2 separate regions of the Mus musculus genome follow, and region 1 is linked to region 2. The links are chromatin contacts, called in public promoter capture Hi-C maps. All regions are on one chromosome and are shown on one strand. Each heading gives the region's core, a stretch centred on a gene start, on an enhancer-like site or on the middle of the called end of the contact. The rest is flanking DNA. Distances are from core to core; before and after follow the strand shown.

Region 1 (4,657 bases), core at 1,531-4,030, 480 kb after region 2:
GGAGTTATGCATGACAATGAGCTGCTAGGTGGGGGCTGGGTCCTTGGGAAGAGCAGTTAGTGCCTTTAATCACTTAGTCATTTGTCTAGCCCCTTTATATTAATTTTGATGAATTTCCATAACGAGGTGTGTTTCTTGGGAGCTATTGACTTTTTTGTTCGTTTGTTTGTTTGATTTTTTTTTTTTTTTTTTTTTTTTTTTGAGACAGGGTTTCTCTGTGTAGCTTTGGCTGTCATGGAACTTGATCTGTAGACTAGGCTGGCCTTGAACTCACAGAGATCTACCTGCTTCTGTCTCTGAAGTGCTGAGATCAAAGATGTGCACCATCACCACCAGGCTCACTATTGACTTATTAAAGAGTCAGTAATGGTCAGACTATTATTGCCTATGCAACCCAGCCTGCCCATTTGGTATGCAAACAGTGCAGTTGCACAGGTTCCTGCATTCAGAAGCACTTCATGCTGGTGCTTGTTGCCTTCAAATATTGTCTCCTAGTCTGTTATGTAGAAAAATAATTCATTTGAGCCTTCGGTCATGAGTCTTGGATAGGTTTTCAGCTGCTGGTTCTCCTGTTCTTTTGGCCCTGCTGAGTCTCCATTTCCCTGCTTTGGCCCAGTCATCATTGCCATCTTTCCTACCTTGGTCTAACCTCAGGGTATATTTCCTCCAGTGTCTAGGGATGAAGCACGGTGATAGCCATTCCAAAACGGTAGCAATGCCACAGCATGTTTAAGGATGGAGTCAATGAGGGTAAATTATTTTTGAAGATCACTCGTTTGCTATGGGCTTAAGGAAGGAGGCCTATGGGAAATACCTGCCTTGGATTCTTTCTTCCTAGCAACTAAGAGAAGAATTACAAGTTAGTGGAGTGGAGGGGTTCCCAAGTTCTGGGAAGGTTTGTAGTTAACCCCAAAATCCCTCTGTCCAGGAGATAGGTCATTAAGTAATAAGCAAAACACAATGATGAACTGAGAGACTCCAGAGAAAGAAGTCTGACGTTGAATGGCCCAGGAAGCTCTTATCAAAGGCAGACAGAAATGAGCTCCCTCCTGTACAGCTTTGTTTCAGTTGGAGGCAGAGCCTCTGCATTCATGGTTATTTATTAAGGTGGTTTTGTTTGTTTTGTTTTTGAGTCAGTGTCTCAAGCAGCCCAGGCTGTCATCAAACTTGCTAGGTAGCCGAGGAGGACCTTGAACTTCTTCTAATCCTCTTGCCTCCAACTCCTGGGTGACAGACAAAATTATAGGTGTGTATGAACACCATGTCCTTGTTTTGTGATGCTAGAGGCTGACCTAAAGCTTTGTGTATGGTAGGCAAGTACTAAAGCTTTGTGCATGGTAGGCGAGTGCTCTTTACCAACTGAGCTCATCCCCACCTCAAGAGAAAGTTCAAGACTTGGTAACCACAGAGCAGAAACGGGGGTATGTACTGCTAGACACACAGAACTTTAGAGCTGGGTAAGACAACATGTGGCTTGGCCTTCTGCAAAATGTGACATCCTGAGAAACATTTTTCTTTGACTTGAGGATCTTTCATTTGAAGGCATTAATGAATGTGTTTCCTCTCAGAATGAGGAAGCTTGGGCAAGAGAACTTGAGGTTAGGAAAACATGCAGATGTCTTAAATGTGGTGAGGGGATTGGGCAATTTGGCCCTACTTACAGACTTGTTAAAAAGTATCCACTTTTGAATTTTCATTTCACTTTTTTTTTTTTTTTGAGATGGGGGTCTTGTCATGTTGCTCAGACTGGCTTGGAACTCCTTCCTCAAATGATCCTCCTAACCCTGCCTCTGGAGTGCTGTTGTAACTACAAATAGATGCTCATCACAACCACAAAAGGACTACCCCTCCAGGATGGCCTCAAACTTTCTTTGTAGTGGAGTATGACCTTGAACCCCTGATCCACTTCCCTAGTGCTGCTGGTATACGGGCCCACTCTATCAAGGCTGATTTTGCGTAGTGCTGGGAATCAAACCTAGGGCTTCTTACATTCTAGGCAAACATTTTAGCAACGGAACCAGACCTAAGTAGATTTGCAAAAATGGGATACCAGTCGCTAAAACAGAAGGTGGCAGACAGACTTCTACTCACCAAAAGCGAAAGATTAGCAGGTAAATTTCATTAAGTCTCTAGTTCTACGGAAACGTTCCTATTTATTTAGAAAACACGTATTTGCAAGTGAACGTGTACACGGAGGTCTAGAAAGTGCCACACCAAACTTAACTGTGACTATCCGAGGGCAGATAGTACAAATCAATGGGTACTCATGTTTCTCGGTGTGTTTTTGTTGTCTGGATCTTTTTACTTCCTCGTGAATTACTGGGAGGTGACGGAACAGTGTTCTGACTGCGTCCGGTGACGGTAAAGGGGAGCACCCTGCGGGGAGACCGGGGGAAGCCGAGGTCCCCTCTCTCTGGCGCTGCCTGAGGTGAGGATATCCCGCCCTACTGAGGTGATCCTGCGGAGGGGCGGAGCTCCGCCACTCTGAGGCGGGAGGCGGCTCCTGGGGGCGGGGCCAGTCCAGTGCAGTCGCTCGCTCCGCTCCCACTATGCCCTTATAAGGAGCGCCCCGCGAGAGGGTTCGGGAATCCGGTCGCAATCCCTGCGGCGCAGCCCCAATCCCAGGCCCCTCCCTTGGGAATGGGGGCGGGGCGGGACCTTAGCGGCTCTGCCTTGGGGGCGGAGCTTATCGAAGTAAGACCAATAGGAGCCACAGTCCGGCTCTGAGTTGCGTTACCATTGGGCGCGGCGACGTGAGAGGGCGGGGCGCCTGTGGGGCTAGTTACGCCGAGGGAAGCCCGGACTCTAGTCGCCGCTCCGAGTCAGTCACTCGCCGCCGGCTCCCGGCCCTACGGATCCCAGTTTTCTGTTGCCCGCGGTACGCCGCCCCGCTAGCCGCCGCGATGCCGGTGTTTCACACGCGTACGATCGAGAGCATCCTGGAGCCGGTGGCGCAGCAGATCTCGCACCTGGTGATTATGCACGAGGAGGGCGAGGTGGACGGCAAAGCCATTCCTGACCTCACCGCGCCCGTAGCCGCCGTGCAGGCGGCCGTCAGCAACCTCGTCCGGGTGAGCGCGCCGGGCCTGGGACGGGAGCGCGGGCGGGAGAAGTCCCCAGGGTCCCGGTCCGCCTCGCTGCTTGCATTCGCAGGCGCTTGGAGCGTCGGGTGGACTCCAGGGCAGGTGCCGTGGTTTCGAATGCCGATTTCTCTGGGCTGTGACCTTGAGCAAGCCACTGAGCCTGTCGGGGACCTCAGTTTCCTCATCTATAAAATGGGACACTTGTGTGAGAAATCCTGCCTTGGGGCTGTGCTGTGAAGAGTCAGCGAGCTTTTAGTTGTGAAGTGCCTAGGGTGTGTGTGCCCGTAGTAGGCGCCCAAGAAATGGTCGTTAGGTTGTCTCACGGTCCCTCCCCTGGGCAGGCTCGCGTCACTTGCGTTGAGTACCTTGCTCTTAGCTCCTTTTTAGGCCTCTCCTCTCCAACCTGTGGGTGGTTTCTCTTATGGTCTCCCTGCCCTAACTTCCAAGGATTCTTATTTGCACCGGGCTGCTCGCCTTTCTAATACTTCTGTCCCCTGAGACCCACCTGCCCAACCCTCCCCTGGGATCCTGGTGTCTGTCGCTTCTACCCAACTGCTTGGCTTCTTCCTCTCTCTGTCGCCGCCTCCTTTCCTTCGGGGCATTTTGCTCACACCTCCGGGGACTCTTAGCACCTTTAGACAGTAATTCATAACCAGGAGCCCTGCTTGCCCTCTGCCTGACCCCATGGCCGTCATTTTATTCCTTCCATGAAGCTGTCTATCCATCTTTACTGCTGTCAAATGGCTTTCTTTCACTGGGGCCTTTCCAGATTTGGGGGGCCTCCTCCTCTGCCCCTCCTTCTGGCAGGAAGCAAGATGGAGCTGCTGTGAGAGGCCTGTGGAATCTGGGATCTGCAGCCCCTGCCTGAGGGGAAGGCTAGGGCGTTCTTTGCCAGTCCACACTTTTCTGCCTGCCCCTAGCTATTTATCGATCTTTGTAGCCCACTTCTGAAATGGGAAAAGAGATAGAGAGACTAGTCTCGTAACTGTACCCTGGCTAATGTCACACTTGCTCCAGGCTGGGTGTGACTCAGACTGCTGTTCCCTGTGAAGAACAACTCAGGAAAAAGTTCATACTGCTTTCCGAACCAAGCTGTGTAAATGGTGTGTCAGGGTAGTTGATAGGTAACTGTCTGTCGGGTGGGGCTTGTGTTATTTATCGGATTATAGGACTTTAACGCATGAAATGACTTCCTGGGTCTTCAGGGGCCTGGGACTGTCTCAGGCATTTTAGGAGACCTGTGGCAGCAAGTAGGAGGGGGAGGGGGAGGGGAGAGGAGGGAGGGAGAGAAGGGAGGGCGGAACTAGGGACTGAAATTTCTGTTCTTCTGTACTGATTAAGTAAGAAACTATTGAGTAGGAGCAGTGTACTCATTCAGACTGTCTATCTTGTTCTTGTTCTCTTTGTAGCTAATTTTAATCTTAGACCCCAGAGTACATTCTTATGTAGTGTTGTCTGACATGGCTGCATTCCAGGCCTCTGGTTTTTCAACAAATGGGAAACAATGTAAAGAGACAAGGTAATGGTGTCCCTCCATGTAGCACTTGAGGATAGGAAATCTTAAACCCACATGT
Region 2 (4,807 bases), core at 1,971-4,470:
AGGTCTCTACATCGATATTTTCAAATACTTTTACAGACAATTTCAAAGCTAAACTGTTGTCCAGGTGTGACAGCATATACCCCTGTAACTTTGACATGCAGGAAGCTGAGGCTGGAGGATTGTGAGTTCTAGGGCAACCTGGTCTACATAGTGAGTTCAAAACCAGTCACCCAGGGCTACACAGACAAACCCTTCCCACCAGATAGATAGATAGATAGATAGATAGATAGATAGATAGATAGATAGATAGATAGACAGACAGACAGATAGATAATAAATGTATGCTTGTTTTGAGACAGGATCTCATATAGCCTAGGCTAGCCCTGTGAAAGTTAGTACTGTCAGCTTGAGAACTCTCTACACTCCTGAAGTTGTGTGCCTGTAGGAGCTAGTTTTGGTCATGCTGAAGTGGAGAGACTGAGCTCCGGTGGGGCTCCACTCCCTCGTCTTGGGGGCTCCACTCCCTGGCCTTGGGCTCCTGTATGAAGAGAGAAAGCCAGCTGAGCACTAGCCGCAGCACACGCTTCTCTTTGATGGCTGACAAGTGTGACTAGGTTCACCACCATGATGGACTGTAACCTGGAACTGTGGGCTAAGAACAAGCCTTTCCACCGTAAGTCACCACTGTCAGAGTATTCTATCACAGTTCAAAGAAAAAACCACAAAAACAAAAAAGAAACTAAGATAGCTAAGGCTGATTTTGAACTCCTAATTTCCCCTACCTCTACCTCCTGGGATTATTTAAGAGTATGCTGTGCTAGGGGTGGAATCCCGGCCTTCAGGGATGCACACTGTGTAAGGACTGCCAAGGGAACCATCCCTCCTCCTCCCCCTGCACGCCTCTCTCTCTCTCTCTCTCTCTCTCTCTCTCTCTCTCTCTCTCTCTCACTCACTCATCTTAAAGATTGGGTTTTCTACTTCAATCCAAAGTGAAATATGATGAGGAAAAGCCTTGCACACCACTGCCAGGAAAGTAAACTAGCACAGCCACTATGAAAATCCATATGGAGGTTCCTCACAAAAGTAATAATGGCAAGTGAGAGACATGGCTGAGGGTGAAGAGCACCGGCTGCTCTTCTGGGAACTCAGGGTCCATCCCAGCACCTACATGGTGGCTCACAACTCTCTGTAAATTCCAGATCCACTGGATCTGATGCCCTCTTCTGACCTCCAAGGACACCAGAGATGTTATGTGGTGCACAGACATACATTCGCGCAAAACACCCATACATATGAAAAAGGAAGAAATAAAATTGTCATATTATCCATCATACACAGAGACATTTGTACCTCATGTCCATTGTATCACTATTCACAAGAACCAAGGTATGGAACCAGCCTGGAAGCTCACAAGACGAATGGAGAAAATATTATATAAGAACCATATACATTAGCCAGATAGTGGTGGCACACTCCTTTAATCCCAGCACGTGGGAGGCAGAGGCAGGAGGATTTCTGAGTTTGAGGCCAGCTTGGTCTACAGAGTGAGGTCCAGGACAATCAGGGCTATACAGAGAAACCCTGTCTTGAGAAGAAAAAAAAAAAGAAGAAGAAATACAAAAAAGAACCATATATATTATATATACAGTAAAGTGTAAAGAATAATGAACTTAGATTCAGAAAGACAAATCTGTGTATTTTCTCTCATATGAAGTATTTATATTTAAATATGTAATATATACATGACAAGAGATAGAAGTGGGTGTGTAGAAGGAGGGTACAAAGGGAGGAGGGATAAAGAAGGATAATGCAAGGGAAAAGAGACAAATACCACATCTTCCCTCCCCTAGGCAGCACCTAGGTTTAAACACACATTACAGGAAAGCAGATGTGGGACTGTTTGGGGTTGAGGGAGGGAAGGGAAGGGAAGAGAAAAGTCAGGCAAATGGGAGAAAGAATCTAAATTAAGTACAAGGACTGAGATATGTAGATCTGTCGTAGATTTGTTTTGTGTGTTTACTGAAAATAAATTTGAAATCTGAAGTAGAACATATCTCTGAGGACCTGTGCATCTGTGCATACTGTGTGCATCCATGTGGGACAGGTAATGCCTTCAGACTTCACAGTCACCATGCCATTTCCCAGTGACTCCCTCAGTCTTGCCCTTGCCTAAAAGCCTGACTTGTCACCCAAATGCTTCCAGGCCCTTTCAGGGCCTCAGTGGCACTGGCAATGTTCTTATCAAGTATGTATTAGGGATCTGTACCATATGAGCTAGCTCATCTGGGTTCCTTGTGCCAAACAAATACACCTTTGAGTCTAAGTGTTTTATTCTAATCCATTCCATTTCTGTCAAAATCATTTAAAACTGCATTAAGTTAGGGACAGGGACAGATGCTGAGGAGATATAAGCCCCCAAGTCTAGTGAGGAAGAGAGATATGTTGATAGACCAAGAGGTGTAAGCTTTGTGGCAGCCAGTCTGACAGATGACTGGGGAGTGGGGAGGGAACTAGCTTTCAATTATGCCTTGGCACACTCTAAAGCCTTCACATATGCCACACAGATAGAAAGAAGAGAGTGAGTTTCAGGCAAGTCTAGTCTGTGGTCTGGCTTAGGGTGCCTCCCTCCCTGCCCCAGCGTATGCATATAATCACTTTGGAACCCTCACATTCACTGTCTTATTCTCTTCTGATCATCTTTCTTAAAGCAGCTACCAAGGCTATTCATTCACTTTGAACATTTCATAGTCGATGAAGATTGTCTCCAACTCAGAAACAGTCGCCGTGGCTGTGAATTCAGCTCGTTCTCTGTCCGGGACATTGGTTTTGTTTACGAGGATGGCGCTGTGGTGGTTTACCTTGCAGTGCTAAGCAGATAAGAGCCTCACGCACGCGGTGCAGACACTTCACAGAACCAGATCCACAGTCCCAGCCGTGGAGACTGGCGACTTTCCTACTGAGTAACTGTGACCTTGCATGAATGCCCAACTATTGTTCTTGCCCTCAACAAGGCGTCCATTTCTAGTCACAGGCTCAGAGGCAGGACAGCTACCAATCGACTTGGGGATAGCATAGAGTAAGGAGATGGGACTGGATCCAGCTCTGGATGAAGCCGGATCTTGGGCACAGCTGGGCTGAGCGAGAACTTCAACCTGGTCTTAGCTGTAGGGAAAGAGCTCAGAATCCTAGAAAAAAAGATCTGGGGAGTGGGAGCAACAGCTTCACCTATAGCCCCTAAAAGGGAGTTACTGGCTTACCTGAGGCAGACGCTGGTTTTCTGTAACTATAGCAACCAGCTAGCTCTCGCGAGAACTTGTTTTTTCCCCACCTCAAAGAAGGAGGTTGCAAATTTGGCTTGTGCTCTGAAAACCACGCCCCTTGGGTGTTTCTCCTTTGCAAGTTTGGGTTAAAATGTAGCTTTCCACCTTTCAAATCTTTTTCCTTTACGATTAATTTCATTATCCACAAAAAATAGAATGATAAAATTAAAAGGAACTTTAAGGAAAGAAACCTTAGATGTCTCCAAAAAAAAAAAAAGTCTTTACTAAACAACTCCCATTTTAGCAGGGTGCCCTGGCCCTTGTCTCTAGTTCTAGCTACTTGGGAGTCCGAGGCAAAAAAGGATTGCTTAAGGATTGCTTGAGTGGGTGTTTGAGGCTATACTGGGCAATATAAAAATCGTCTGCCCTTGAAAAGTAAACTAGTAATTTAGATCTTTTCTCAAAATACCTGTACCTTAAATGCTGACTCTTGGATCTGTAGACGGTTCAGCAGTTAGGAGACCTTACACTCTTCCAGCGGGCCCAATCTCAACTCCCAGTACACAAGGGGCAACTCCAGCCCCAAGTGGTCCAGTGCCGCCTTCTGGTGTGAGTGTCAGTGCTTGCAAAGGGAAGAAACAAAAATAAATCTTAAAAAAAAAAAAAGTTGATTCTCAACTTGGTATGCATAGCAAGTTCCAGGCCAGATAGGGCCACATAGCCAAGTTCTTCCTGTGTTTGCAAAGCACACTCTACACCGCTAAGTTTGGCCCCCAGCAATGGCCATATCTAATAATATAATCAGAAGTATATGTACAAGGTCTAAGCAATTGCTATCAAAATCGTAACTGACAGGCTGGTGTGACAGGCCACAAGAGTGTGACGTGCTCTGGCAGAGGCCCAAGCCTGGTTCACAGCACCCACGCTGGGTGGCTCAGAAGTGACTCTAGTTCTAGGGGACCCCCAGGTCACCTGATGCCTCTAGTCTTCACGGCCACCTGCATCCATGTGCATATACCACACAAAGACACATATTCACACACATAATTCAAAACATAAGTCTTTAAAATAAACACTACTGACTTTGTCAGAAATTAAGAGGATTCACACTTCCCTATTTCATAATGTCCTATAGAAGGATTGGCCTATAAAGTATTAAGGAACAAGGACAGATAATACAGGCCAAAGGAAACGAATCAAGAGTGACAAGTACACACCTAACAATCCTGACCAACAGATTTGAACAAGATGGCCAAGACAACCCAAGGAGGTAAAGAGCACGCAGGTCGACCAAGTCCAGCTCGGTGAACCAATTCACTTATTCAGTCTTACTTGCAGGGACGCAGACAACTCAGGCGCTCGCTATGGAGCAGTGGGGATCTGAGATCAAGGCACAAGAGGGCATGTGAAGCTGAGCGCGTGTCCGCCATCCCTGCAAATTACATCAGGATGGGAAGTAGGGACTGGGGACTCTTGAAGATCAAGTCAGAGAGGTGGCATGCAGAGCAGTTGAGAAGGGACCATCTCAAAACAAGGTTGTGCTCTGACCTCTACACACTGTGGTATATATGGCACTTCATGAATGCATATGTAACAACGCTCACGTG

The links. Promoter capture Hi-C pulls out the DNA fragments that hold promoters and counts their contacts.
Region 1: a promoter capture Hi-C map of embryonic stem cells shows a contact between it and region 2, with 2.3 times the contacts expected there. The contact joins the promoter of Vcl here to the promoter of Cfap70 in region 2. A contact is called at or near these places in 2 of 39 promoter capture datasets (embryonic stem cells and liver).

What each region holds. Positions count from the first base shown.
Region 1 is chr14:20,926,618-20,931,274 of GRCm38.p6, forward strand. It overlaps Vcl (vinculin), which reads left to right and starts at 2,781. Exons shown (of 21, transcript NM_009502.5): 1 at 2,781-3,071. The coding sequence starts at 2,904.
Region 2 is chr14:20,449,005-20,453,811 of GRCm38.p6, forward strand. Cfap70 (cilia and flagella associated protein 70) reads right to left here and starts at 3,221. Exons shown (of 29, transcript NM_029698.1): 1 at 3,198-3,221.